Regions from separate parts of the Mus musculus genome. Here region 1 is linked to region 2. Evidence: chromatin contacts called from public promoter capture Hi-C data. All regions are on one chromosome and are shown on one strand. The core of a region is the stretch at or near the end of the contact, and the rest is flanking DNA. Distances in the headings are between cores, read along the strand shown. Region 1 holds the start of Vps35 (VPS35 retromer complex component). Region 2 holds the start of Elmod2 (ELMO/CED-12 domain containing 2).

Region 1 (6,579 bases), core at 711-3,210, 2.0 Mb before region 2:
TCTCTCCTGTGATTGCTCTTCCGAAGGACCTGAGTTCAAATCCCAGCGATCACATGGTGACTCACAACCAAACATAATGAGATCTGACGCCCTCTTCTGGAGTGTCTGAGGACAGCTACAGTGTACTTACATATAACCGTAATAATAAAAAAGAAACGGAGCCGCCAACAAGAAGATTAAAACAAAGAAACCTCAGGGTCACATCAGATCACTCAAATGTCCTTTGGAGCCAACTTACTCTATCCAAGGGGCACTTCCTACAGGAAGCTGCAAGGTCCAGGCATATGACAGCATTGCTGGTTTCTGAGCTACGTGCAGACAGACTGACACACTTCACCTTAGACAGCCGCAGGAACTCCTCTGCTTTCCTGGTTATAAAGGCAGTATGGTCACTAAAACTGCTGCAGAACTTTGTCAACACTTAGGCAAAGAACTGAATTCAGCATGGTGGACTTGCACACCACCTAACTACTGTGCAAGTTCATTTGGGGCCTAGAAAGCACATCCTTTGGAGAGGTGGAAGTTCTTTACATAGAACCAAAATGACTCCAGACTTAGCTGTGTCCAAGCGTGTTCCTTGGACATTACCTTTCCTTCTTACATTATTTCAACAAGTATAAAGAATTGGTTCAGGCAGATTAGAGTAAATTAAATCCCTTTCTCTTCCTTAATGACTGATTGGGTCTCAGTTTCGGCGGCTTGTGAAAATAGTTCTGGGTCCCATTGTATTTCCGGTCAGTAGCCCTGGGAATAGACCTACGAACTTTCTACACACTTGCCTGCTGTAGCTTTATTTCCTAAGACAGATCCTACAATGACCCTCCTAATCTCAAGGGCTTCGGAAAATGGAAGCTATTTGGGCCACTCTTACCATATTTTCCCATGCGTGCCACTATTTAATAAATCAGCCCCAACGCCACTGGGCCCTTTCTGGAATTTTTTTTTTTCGATTTTTCGATACAGGGTTTCTCTGTATAGCTCTGGCTGTCCTGGAACTCACTTTGTAGACCAGGCTCGCCTCGAACTTAGAAATCCGCCTGCCTCTGCCTCCCAAGTGCTGGGATTAAAGGCGTGCGCCACCACGCCCGGCCTTTTCTGGAATTCTTACGCCCTGCTCATCACTTCAGCTCTTCACTCTGTACCATAATCTACCTTTCTCTTGCCATCTATAGTGATTTGCACAGGGTCTGCCCTGCAAGGCTGGCTTATCAAGATTATCGAGTCTGAAGGAATGACAAGAGGTCCTCCCCGGCTTTTCCGACCACAGTGTATCCAACAGAGCTAGAGTGCTTCAAGGACGACTATATACGTCCTCTCAAACCATCTTCTACAAGCCAACAACAGTTTTTCTTGATGTTGGGCCCGAGTCTCGCCCAGACCAGTGTGCGGTCATTCCCTCATCGCCAGTCCCTCATCCGACGCTGCCTTGGGAGGACCCAGGGCCGCAGTCTGGGACGTCTACCCGCACACACGGCCACACTCACCTCAGTACACTCGGCTCCGCAAGGCCGAGACGCGGGGCGAGGCGGCGTACCAGCTCCGACTCCATCGCTGGAAGAAATGCGCGCCAAGAGCAATGCGCGCGCAGATTGTCAGAGGGTTAAGACCCACCCCCGGCGCGTCCAGATTGGTTGCGACCAGAGGTTGAGACCGTTCCACACACCAATCCTGGTCATCCTTCTACGCATGTGCACACGATGAGGCGCGGGCCCAGGCGAAGTGGACGCGCAGAAGGTTCTCTCGCTGCCCTTCCTCGGCCGCGGATCTCCTTAACTAAGGCTTCCCTTCCTGCTGTCCCTAGTTCGCCGCAGCGTTGTACTATTCTCGCCCCGCCCCGTCCACTATACACCGCCGGCTGCCCATTCTCCCCAAACTACGCGAGATTTTAAGTGGGCCAATCGAAAAGCCGCTTCTATCCAAGGGCGGGGCTAGAGAGGGCGGGGCTCGCAAGGCTCGGTCACCTGACGGCGGGCGGCTCCGGCGGGGTAGGCGCTGCTGCTTGTGGTCCCCGGAGTCGCCATGGTGAGTGAGGGGAAGCGGTGGGCCTGGGTTGCCGAGTCGCAGTCCACGTTTTCCTTCGGCGGACAGGAGCCTTGCTGGCGGAGTAGGAGGCCCTGCATTTCGATCGAGGCCGGTCCGGTCCAGGCTGGGCCTGCGGGCTTGGCACGGGCTGAGGAAGGCCGCGTTAGGCTGCGGTGGGCTGCGGTGGGCGGTGGCGCAGAATTTGGTCGTTACCCCGAGACCAGGAGCCTCCCTTAGGGGTGTCGCGGGCTGCAGGTTCTGGGTGTCGGTGGAGGCCTGCGTCAGACTCTTGTACGGAACGGCCACCTTCCCTCTGAGAGTCGGACTCCCGGGTCTGTGCGGAGTTGGGACAGTGAGGAGCCCCCGAGCTTCTGAGCTGGCGCCGTAGCTGGGTCGCGCCCAGATGGTGCATTTCCAGCTTTGTACTCAGCTGTCCTCGGGGGTCCCATTGCCTTTTCTCTGCTGGAAATATCCTTGGGGGGGGGGCGCAGTGGTCTCCCGGCCTTCCGTGGCCGCAGAGCCCCCTTCATCTTGCAGCGCCTGTCAGCGAATTCTAGGGACCTGCTCACGTGAGTTTCCCGAAGGACTCCTGCTTTCTTTTCATTGAGCCCAACCATCAGATAGGAGACAGGTCTCCGTTTCGCATTTGCTCTCTGAGGATTCTAACTCACTTGCTGGAAGCAGTCATTCAAAGGTTTCTCCGCGACGATAGCATGTCGTGATGCTTTGTGGCACTAGCCTTATAAACAGGAACTTCCGCAAAATTCGGATCCTGTTTTCCACAGGGCAAGTTGTCACTTGCGTTATACGAGCATTTGCTGTAGTATGAACAGGTAGTGGTTTTGGATGTGCTATGCTTATGTCCTTTTTTTTTAATTTCAATATTCATTCTTTGTATTGATAATTCTATGTGCCACTGCACATACTTCACTTTAAGTGTGTTAATAGGAAAAACCAGCATTAAATCTTTTTGTTGATTTTTTTTTTCCTTTTTTTTGGAATGGACCTTTATGATGATCTTGCTAGACTCCGATCAGCTTGGTATTTATGTCATCTTTGGTTCTGGCTGGCTGAGTTCTGAGCGTTTGTTCCCGTAATTTGATAAATATTTGATGTATATTTAATATAATATATTGCCTTACAAGATGTTTTCCCCCCTCGGAACTTTGTACAATTGAGATTTGGCACATGACTGGTGTGAAGTTTAACTTTTTTGTTTTTCAACACTTACTGGTTGACATAGTGTTTTATAATACAAAGCATTTGAGGATACACTATAAATTATATTTATGTGCCTGGGGAACCAGATTGGACCAGTTTTCCCTGTGAATTTTATTGGAAAATGGAACCTGGGTATCAGTTCTGTCATAGGCAATTTTATGATTTGAGTAGGTAGTTAGCCTTTAAGTCTCACTTTTGCATCTGGAAGCAAGTGTTGATATCACTGGTACTGTACTCCTAAAAATCCTGAGTCCAGCACTAACCAAACATCTGGTGTACTTTCAATTTTATAGAATGTGCTAGGCACCAGATAGAAATAAATGGCAGAGATGTGCTTTTGAAACATTCTGCTATAGTTCTTTGGGCTCCTGGTGGGAAAGAGGTTGTGTTAGGAGCTTTGGAGGTAATGCAAACAGATTTTGAGGAGAATGGGCAGAAATTCTGCACAAAGAAAGAATTTTGCCATTTAATGTTCATGGTGTGCTCCGTCATCGGATTTCTGGGGTATTGCTAAGTTAGTGTGTGTATGGGATCCAGACGGTTAACTTTGTCTTTTCTGCAGTCTTGGGGATTGAACCCAAGGCCTTCAGCCTGCTAGACACAAACTCCCCAACCTAAATTATTTTAAATTTCCTGTTTTCTTGTTACCCTCAGTTCTCCTTGAAGTATTGATTTGTGCTTTCTCATCAGGTTTAAATACTATATTCATCAACATGATGATTCTGTTTATTTTACAATTTATGTTGTATTGTCATATTGCACATGCAACTTATAAGTGGGAAAACTAACCAACAAACAGGTCCCTATAACCAGTAGAGGTAAATACTCTCAAACTGGATATAATAATAGCTGACATTTATGAAGCGCTCGTTACTGAGTGCTGTGCATATTCATAACTTTGTGTGCTTTTTTATTTTTCTAGTCTGTACCAAAAATTTGTGATTGCTTATAGCCCATTTATAGGTTATTTCCACATAGTAGCCAGCGCTGGAAACAATCCATATGTCTATATTGAGTGAATCAATAAATGTATACACACACACACACACACACACACATACACACACAAGTATATACAGATACTGGGATATTACACAGTCTTTAAAAAGAGAGAAATTCTGATAAACGCTTTCATACAGATGAATCTTGGACATAATCCTAGATAAGCCAGATACAAAAGGGAAAATGCTGTGTAGTTCTATGTATATAAGGTACTTAGAGTAATAAAAGTTAGAGAAAAGGGTAGAACTGCTTAGCTGACGGACATTGGGAGTGTATGCTAATATTTCTCCTATATAAATTAACGTTTCTTAAGATACTTGTTTTTTAATTAATTTATAATTAAAATAAGCATTTTTCATTAAAAGATTTTAATTACATGTGTGTGTTCATTTGTATGAGCATGTGACTGCAGGTGCTTGTAGAGGCCAATGGTGTTGGCTTCCCTGGAGCTGAAGTTATGTTGGTTTCCAACCACCCAGTGTGTGGATAGTAAGAATTGAGCTCACTAAGAATTGAGTTCAGGTTATCCCTTCAGTCCTTTATGATTTTTGAAAAGAAATAGTTGTAGGAAACTCATCTTACTATTTTATGCAAAAACAGCACACGGCATTGCTCTCTACTCAGTTTTTCTCTTTATCTGAAGTGAAGCCAAGACAAAGCTTTTAATTTTTATGAACCATTGTATTTCAGAAGTGGATTTTTGTTGTTGTTATTTAATCTTATACTTGTCTTAGATATGAAACATGACCTTTTTTCATGTTTATGTGTAAATCCTTCTACTTTTTCTAACATTATGCAGAGAGGTACTTTTCCTCTAATTAGTCTTAAATTTTTTTAATGAATTTATGTAAAATGAACAGGTAAATGGGTTTTAATACATTACCTTTTGTTCTAAAATATTTTCATTACCTCAAAAGAAAATTCTGTAGTCATTAATCAGTGGTTTGCCCACCATTCCTCTTCTAAATTAGTAAATCTGTGGATGATTTATCTGTTTAAGATATTTCATATAAGTGGAGTCTTCCAGCGTGCATTGTCAGACTTCTTTCATTTGGTGTAGTGTTTTCTAGGTTTACTTCTATAATATGTGTGTTTCAGTACTAGAGACCTTTTTATGGCGTAACAATAGTCTGTTGTGTGTATACTGCTTATCCATTAATTTGCTGGTTAGTTTTTTTTAATCAAATATATGATCAGAAAGGCCTAGAATCAGCCTATCTGTGCAGTGAACGTTTATGAAGCACACATTGTGTATGCTGGATCTCAAACACATGATTATTTATAATTACATTGTTAGGCAGGCTGTGGAAGTAATGTTAACATGGTGATATTAAACATGAAGTATGGGTTAATTCTACTTAACAAGGAGAATGAGTTCATTTTATAAGCAGAGTTTTGCTGATGACATGGAAGAATAGATTTACTTTGTTTTTAGCTGCTTATCTGTATATTTGAAATAGTAGGTATTTGAAGAAACTATCTTTACCTTTTTCTAAGTCATTAACAATTCTAGCTATTTTATTTCCAAGTTGTTTAGTTTTTGTTATGATGGAGGGGGCTGTGGGTTTGGGGTTTTTTTTTTTTTCTTTTTTTTTTTTGGTTTTTCGAGACAGGGTTTCTCTGTATAGCCCCGGCTCTCCTGGAACTCACTTTGTAGACCAGGCTGCCCTCGAACTCAGAAATCCACCTGCCTCTGCCTCCTGAGTGCTGGGATTAAAGGTGTGAGCCACCACGCCCGGCTGGGGGCTGTGTTTTTATAAACTCATTTTTTGGTGTAAAGTAGACTAAAATGTAGGTGAATGTAGTTGAGAGGGAGAGAGAAGTTATTAAAAATTTAAATTTATACTAGAATTATCATAAGAAAAGGTTTGGCTTTATAGCTATGTTCCAATTGGATGTACTGCATATTAGCAGAACATAACTATAAACTCCTACCACAGGTTTCTTTGATGCCAGATATTTTGGTCATTTTTAGACAGGGTCTCACTAGGAAATTCTTGCTGTTCTGGTACTCATTATGTAGACCAGGCTGGCCTTGAACTCAAAGAAATGTGCCTGCTTCCATCTCCCAGTGCTGGGATTAAAGGCATACATCACCATGCTGGGCTGAGGCCAGAATAGACAAATTTGTTTGGGATATGAAGCTAGAAAGGGCCTTTGGTGAAAGTTTTGGAAAAGGATTATGACTAAAACTATGGAAATTAAAAATTCTTTTTGACAGGAGAAAGTGCTTATGAGCCACTAATGAAAGTATTTTTAAAATCTTCATTTTAGCCTACAACACAGCAGTCACCCCAGGATGAGCAGGAAAAACTTTTGGATGAAGCCATCCAG
Region 2 (6,108 bases), core at 2,438-4,937:
ATATTTTATATTACTTGTGACTATTGAGAAGGGTGTTGTTTCCCTAATTTCTTTCTCAGCCTGTTTATTCTTTGTGTAGAGAAAGGCCATTGACTTGTTTGAGTTAATTTTATATCCAGCTACTTCACCGAAGCTGGAGTTCTCTGGTGGAATTTTTAGGGTCACTTATATATACTATCATATCATCTGCAAAAAGTGATATTTTGACTTCCTCTTTTCCAATTTGTATCCCCTTGATCTCCTTTTGTTGTCGAATTGCTCTGGCTAATACTTCAAGTACTATGTTGAATAGGTAGGGAGAAAGTGGGCAGCCTTGTCTAGTCCCTGATTTTAGTGGGATTGCTTCCAGCTTCTCACCATTTACTTTGATGTTGGCTACTGGATTGCTTTTATCAATTTTAGGTATGGGCCTTGAATTCCTGATCTTTCCAAGACTTTTATCATGAATGGGTGTTGGATCTTGTCAAATGTGTCCATGTTTTCTATGGAGTCTTCTGCACCTGAGATTCTCTCTTCCATCTCTTGTATTCTGTTACTGATGCTTGCATCTATGTTTCTTGATTTCTTTCCCAGGATTTCTATCTCCAGAGTTGTTTCCCTTTGGGTTTTCTTTATTGTTTCTACTTCCATTTTTAGATCTTGGATGGTTTTGTTCAATTCCATTACCTGTTTGGTTGTGTTTTCCTGTAATTCTTTAAGGGATTTTTGTTTTTCCTCTTTAAGGACTTCTACCTGTTTAGCAGTGTTTTCCTATAATTCTTTAAGGACTTCTACTTGTTTAGCAGTGTTCTCCTGTATTTAAGTGAGTGTTTAATGCCTTTCTTAAAATCCTCTACCAGCATCATGAGATATGATTTTAAATCCGAGTCTTGCTTTTCGGGTGTGTTAGGGTATTGAGGACTCGCTGTTGTGGGTGTTCTGGGTTCTGATGATGTTGTGGATGTTCTGGTTCTGGAGCTTGTTCCTCCTGTGATTCTGTTAGCCTCTGTCAGCACTCCTGGGAGCCCAACTCTCACCTGAATCCCAGTGGTCAGAGCACTCTCTGCAGGCAAGCTCTCCTCTTCCAGGGAAGGTGTTCAGAAGTCTGGAGCTCTGATCCACCTCCTGTGTCCTGGGGTTAGAGCCCTCCCTGGAGGCGGGACTCTCCTCTGGCAAGGAAGGTGCCCAGGGGTCTGGGTCTCAACTCTGCCTCCAGTGATCCCAAAGTCCCAGGTGTAGAGTCCTCTGGGGACCTTGGCACCCTGTACTGGGTTCACGCTGAAGATGGTGCGCAGCTGGCTCTGACAGGAAAGAATTCCATCCTCTGGTAGGGCAGGGTTCCTTTGTCCCTGTTCCTGCTGGCACAAGACCCTCCAGGATTCTTTGAAATTGATTTTGCATTCTACTCACTAGTGATCCTGAGGCCCTTGGTGTGCTAGGGGGCCTGCATCGTGGAGAGTCCTCTAGGGACCTTGGGACCCTCTGCTGGGTTCGCGCCAAAGATGGTGTGTGGCTGGCCAAGAGATTTCTTTTACATTTTCCTACTCTAACAGAGAGCTGTGTACTTGACTGAGAACTTTTGCTGGTCTCTGGGTTTACCCCTACCCCATTAGATTTGATAACTCTTCCTTGATTGATCCTAAATTCTAATTCTTCCACTTTCAGGACATACCCATTTTCAAGATTTGCCAATCAGGGCCTGCTTGGTAACCTATAAATTTGGATACTCAAAGCTATAGAAACAGAACAGCTTACTGCAGGAGCATATAGAAGAAAGGCTGCCTCCAACACTCCCGGGGGATGGATTTGACTGGAGGCTCCCTGGTCCTTCTACTCTGGGCAGGGAGCTCACCTGAGGCTGCTCCAGGATATGGCCAGCAGCTGAGGCAGAGGGTTCATTTCTCCAAGAGTTTGCAGTCTGGCTAAGAAGGGAATTGTCTCTGCAGCTGCTTCCTGACTCCAAGACCCACTGCTGTGATACCTACTCTGATGTAGACTTCCAGACTTGCAGCTTCAGAGCCTTGAGTCCCAGCTTGGCCACCATGCTGGTCCAGTGACCTGCTAGAGCTGTATGCTTTCAGGAACTGAGAGTTCAAATGGCTCTGAATAGTAAAATCCTACATGGCAATCTGTTTAAACTAGTTTTTATCTTGTAAAGGCTGTTAATCCCAGAGTGTCAATAACACGTCTTTGTTGTCTGACCACTCCATTCTTAGAGGAGGGCGGGACAAGAACTTGACTGGAGACAGGGAGAGAGATGGTCTCCACGAAATATTTCACTCCCATGGGGCAAAGGTGGTGGCTTGTCTGCCCTTCATAGGTTTATGCTCTACAAGAAGAATCTACCTTTAAAATGGAAAGGCATGCCGGGCGTGGTGGTGCATGCCTTTAATCCCAGCACTCAGGAGGCAGAGTCAGGTGGATTTCTGAGTTCGAGGCCAGCCTGGTCTACAAAGTGACAGGACAGCCAGGGCTACACAGAGAAACCCTGTCTTGAAAAAAAGAAAAATTGGAAAGGCATGTACTGCGCACTTAATCAGACCTAACACGGAGATGGATGGGGCATAGACAAGACACTGGCTTGAATATTTTTGGAAGTATAAGGAACTAATAGTGGTTGGTCCTGACAAGGGGACCAAGGAGCCAGGAATCTTGTTTGGGTAGGAGGCTAAACTGTCTGTCTGTCTGTCTATCTATCTATCTATCTATCTATCTATCTATCTATCTATCTATCTATCTATCTACTTTTTTAGGCAGATCCTTAAGTAGCCTTGAACTGCAGATCTCCCTGCCCACATCACCCTCCAGCTGGCATGTAATTACAGGCATGCATGAGCGTGCCCAATTCAGGAATTTCTTTTGTTTCATTTTTAACTTCTTTTATATTTAGCCTTCTCTCCACTTGGCTCTTTCTTATCCAACCCACCAACCCCATTATTGTGCCATCAGCCTTTTGTAATACATTCCTAACCCAGGACTTCTACATTTACTGTCCTGTGGATCAGTCTTCCTCCTGAAGCTGGCCCAGCACACTCCCTCATCTCCTCTAGTAACGCTTATCCTTACTTTGCTGATTCCGCTGTATGTAATGATCCCTTCCCCTACTCCCTAATCCCCTTAATAACTTTGTTAGGCAGCTTCACCTGATACTATGCTTTTGCTGGTTGGTTTGGCGTGCGAGTCCCTTGTAGAAGACCACCTAGCACATAAAAACCATACTTTTGAGGTTTAAAAAAAAGGCACAGATTATTCCTCCAGTAGAAACGATGTTAAGAAATGAACGTTTGATGAATTAAGTGTTCCATGTTTGTTTTCAGAGGAAAAACTCGCAACTTCTCATTGCACACACTTAGTCACGCAAGTTCTTTTGCGTCATCCATAAAGTGCCTTCGACCCAAGTTTCCTTTGTGCCTCATAAAGATGGGAAATAATCACTTCGCAGATTAGGAAATGTAAGTGAAAGTGCTGTGGTCACGCCCGCGGTGGAAGAGTCCCGGAAAGCCCAGAGCAAAGTTCCCAGGCCGAGTCCACAGGGAACTCGTTGGCGCTGGGCTGGGAGTGCGGCCGCCGCCGTTGCCATGGGAACCGTCCAGCGTCTGGCGCGCCTGCCCGCGGGCCCCTCCTTCCGCGCCGGCGATAGGCTGAGAGCGAGCCAATCGGAAGAAGACGAAGAGGCGGGGCGCGGAGCCAAGAGACACCCCGCCCCCGCAGCCTCCGTGCGGACTTCCGGGTCGCGGTGTTCGCAGGGAGCGCTCCACGTAGAGCGTCGTTTCCGTTGCCGGTGTTTGCAGCTGGGGAAACCGAGGCAGTGCCAGCTTCCCCCTAGTTCTTCCGCTCCTGTGAGGTGGCTGCTGTTTTATTTTTCTCTCACTCTGAGTTGCTGGCGTGCGGCTGCGCAAGCCTCGCTGGCGTCCCGCGGATAACCCGCAGGGTGCGGGGGCCGTCGGGGCTTTGTGCAGCGTTCCCGCGCGCGAGAGGGGCGGGACGGCGCGGTGCCCACGGGGCTCGCACTCGGTTTCCCGAGGCCCTGGGGCTCGGCGGGACGGCCTGCCTGCGCCTGGCACTTCTGCCCGCTTCGTCCCGACAAGCGCCGACGGGATGACTCATTTTAAAGATCCTGATCCGCGTGTCTGGCACCGACACCTGGTGCCTTGCCTTGCGGGGATTTCGAATTTGACAGCTCCTCGGGCCCGGGCGCAGAGAGGGTGTGTCTGCGAATCCCAGGGCTGGAGTTCCCGGTATCCCTCCTCCCCTTCGTTTAGCACCCGAAAAGAGTTTTATTGCAAGATCAGTTATATCAAGTGTATAGATTTTGTGGGGTTTTTTGTTTTTTAACCTCTTGGTGTCTCTGCCCTTCACCTACTGACTAGAACAATGATGAATTCGTCAGGATGCCATCTGCTCGGTTTCCCAACCTGTATGCTTCAGTTTGTAAGCCACTTGTAGTGTTTTCATTTGTCGGAGTCAGCTGACAGGGACAGCTGGGCGCGCTCTCAACCAAGGCTGAGAAGAGCTCATTTTTTGGGAAGCCACATCTGATGTGTGGTAGATTTGAAATTGTTGCTCGGTTGGTCCTTTTATTCTTGAACTTCTTTGTTCCAAGTTTCAAGGGATGAAAAACGGAAGTATGAATCCAAAATATTAAATATAATATTTGGCAAAAATGAAATGTGGTTATTCTTTTTAGCGATTAAATAATTTGGCCAGTTATTTGGCTACTTTTTACATTTTTTTTTCAAGTGACCATTTGGCAAATCATTATTTAAGCTGTTGTATGTTATTTCCTTGCCTGATGAATTAAACACTCACAAAATAGACACAATGGAATAATATATTTCATTATCATTTGGGGAGTTGGATCAACTTAATTTCTTTTTCAGTTTTATAATTCCAGTTTGAGACCGTTAAGCTTGTGTGTTTATATCCTCTTTCCAGGGAAACATGTTCGTGTCTCTGTGGGAGTTTTTCTATGGACACTTTTTCCGATTTTGGATGAAATGGCTCTTACGGCAGATGACTGGGAAATGTGAATTGCAGCGAATTTTTGACACCTATGGAGGGGCACAGAGGACCTACAGAATAGGTAATACCTTCAAAATAAAGAAAATTCAACATTAATTATAACCTAACTGAATTCTTCTGCTCACCCCATGGGAGTTTGATTTGAGCGAGTCACTGCAGCTGAGTTTCTTAAGCTTTGTGGTCTTTAAGTTCTTTTCATTCTACTACTGACTATTGAATTGAGCACTGAATATATAAAAAGAAACTTCCTAAAACATCCCATATGTATCCAAAAAACGAGCCTTTTGGGTGTCTTAAAAATGTATCAGTTATTATTCAGATTATATTTTCAATTGTTTACTAGAAAATTATTCTCTCTTCCATTTGAAATTTTTACACAAATGTATGAGGTAAAGATTGAAGAGTACCCCCTGGAGCTCGTGTCTCTAGCTGCATATGAATCAGAAGATGGCCTAGTCGACCATCAGTGGAAAGAGAGGCCCATTGGTCGTGCAAACTTTATATGCCTCAGTACAGGGGAACGTCAGGGCCAAGAAGTGTGGGGGGGGGGTGAGGGGGGAGGGCATGGGGGACTTTTGGGATAGTACTGGAAATGTAAATGAAGAAAATACCTAATTAAAAAAAAGATTGAAGAGTCAGTTATCTGTTTTCCTACTTTGAGGCCTCAATAATCAGTCTTCTCACTTTTGACTCTTATTTCTGAATGGACAGATTACTCATTGGTCCTAGGAAAGACTTTTAGAACCTACTTGGTCCAGGCTCACAGTGATGGCCACATGGTTCTGAGCACTTGAAGTCTGCATGATGTTAATTGAGTTGTGCTTTACCTGTAAGATACCCACTGGATTTCAAAGACTTATATGAAAAAATGTGTAAAGATGTATGATAATTGTATTTGTAATACAGTCAAGTGATAATATAAGTTGTTAGAGCAATAAAAATTGCATGTATTTTGTTTTAATATAGCTGTGGAAATGTCTATGGTATACATGGGGCTCAATTTGGCTTGTGTTATATTTCTGTCAAATGACAGTTTTTCAGTGTTTAATTGAAAATGTTGTTCTGACTTCAAACTCAGATGGCTGAGAAATGTGGTTTGAAGTTACT

The links. Capture Hi-C pulls out chosen DNA fragments and counts their contacts.
Region 1: a promoter capture Hi-C map of adipose tissue shows a contact between it and region 2, with 2.3 times the contacts expected there. The contact joins the promoter of Vps35 here to the promoter of Elmod2 in region 2. A contact is called at or near these places in 1 of 39 promoter capture datasets (pre-B cells), 1 of 484 Hi-C or Micro-C datasets (CD4 T cells) and 1 of 9 other capture datasets (adipose tissue).

What each region holds. Positions count from the first base shown.
Region 1 is chr8:85,294,898-85,301,476 of GRCm38.p6, reverse strand. It overlaps Vps35 (VPS35 retromer complex component), which reads left to right and starts at 1,960. Exons shown (of 17, transcript NM_022997.5): 1 at 1,960-2,022; 2 at 6,520-6,579. The coding sequence starts at 2,020. It overlaps Orc6 (origin recognition complex, subunit 6), which reads right to left and starts at 1,845. Exons shown (of 7, transcript NM_019716.2): 1 at 1,485-1,845; 2 at 239-368. The coding sequence starts at 1,549.
Region 2 is chr8:83,330,065-83,336,172 of GRCm38.p6, reverse strand. Elmod2 (ELMO/CED-12 domain containing 2) reads left to right here and starts at 3,687. Exons shown (of 9, transcript NM_178736.5): 1 at 3,687-3,823; 2 at 4,915-5,062. The coding sequence starts at 4,921. It overlaps Gm32327 (predicted gene, 32327), which reads right to left and starts at 3,554. Exons shown (of 2, transcript NR_168721.1): 1 at 3,123-3,554.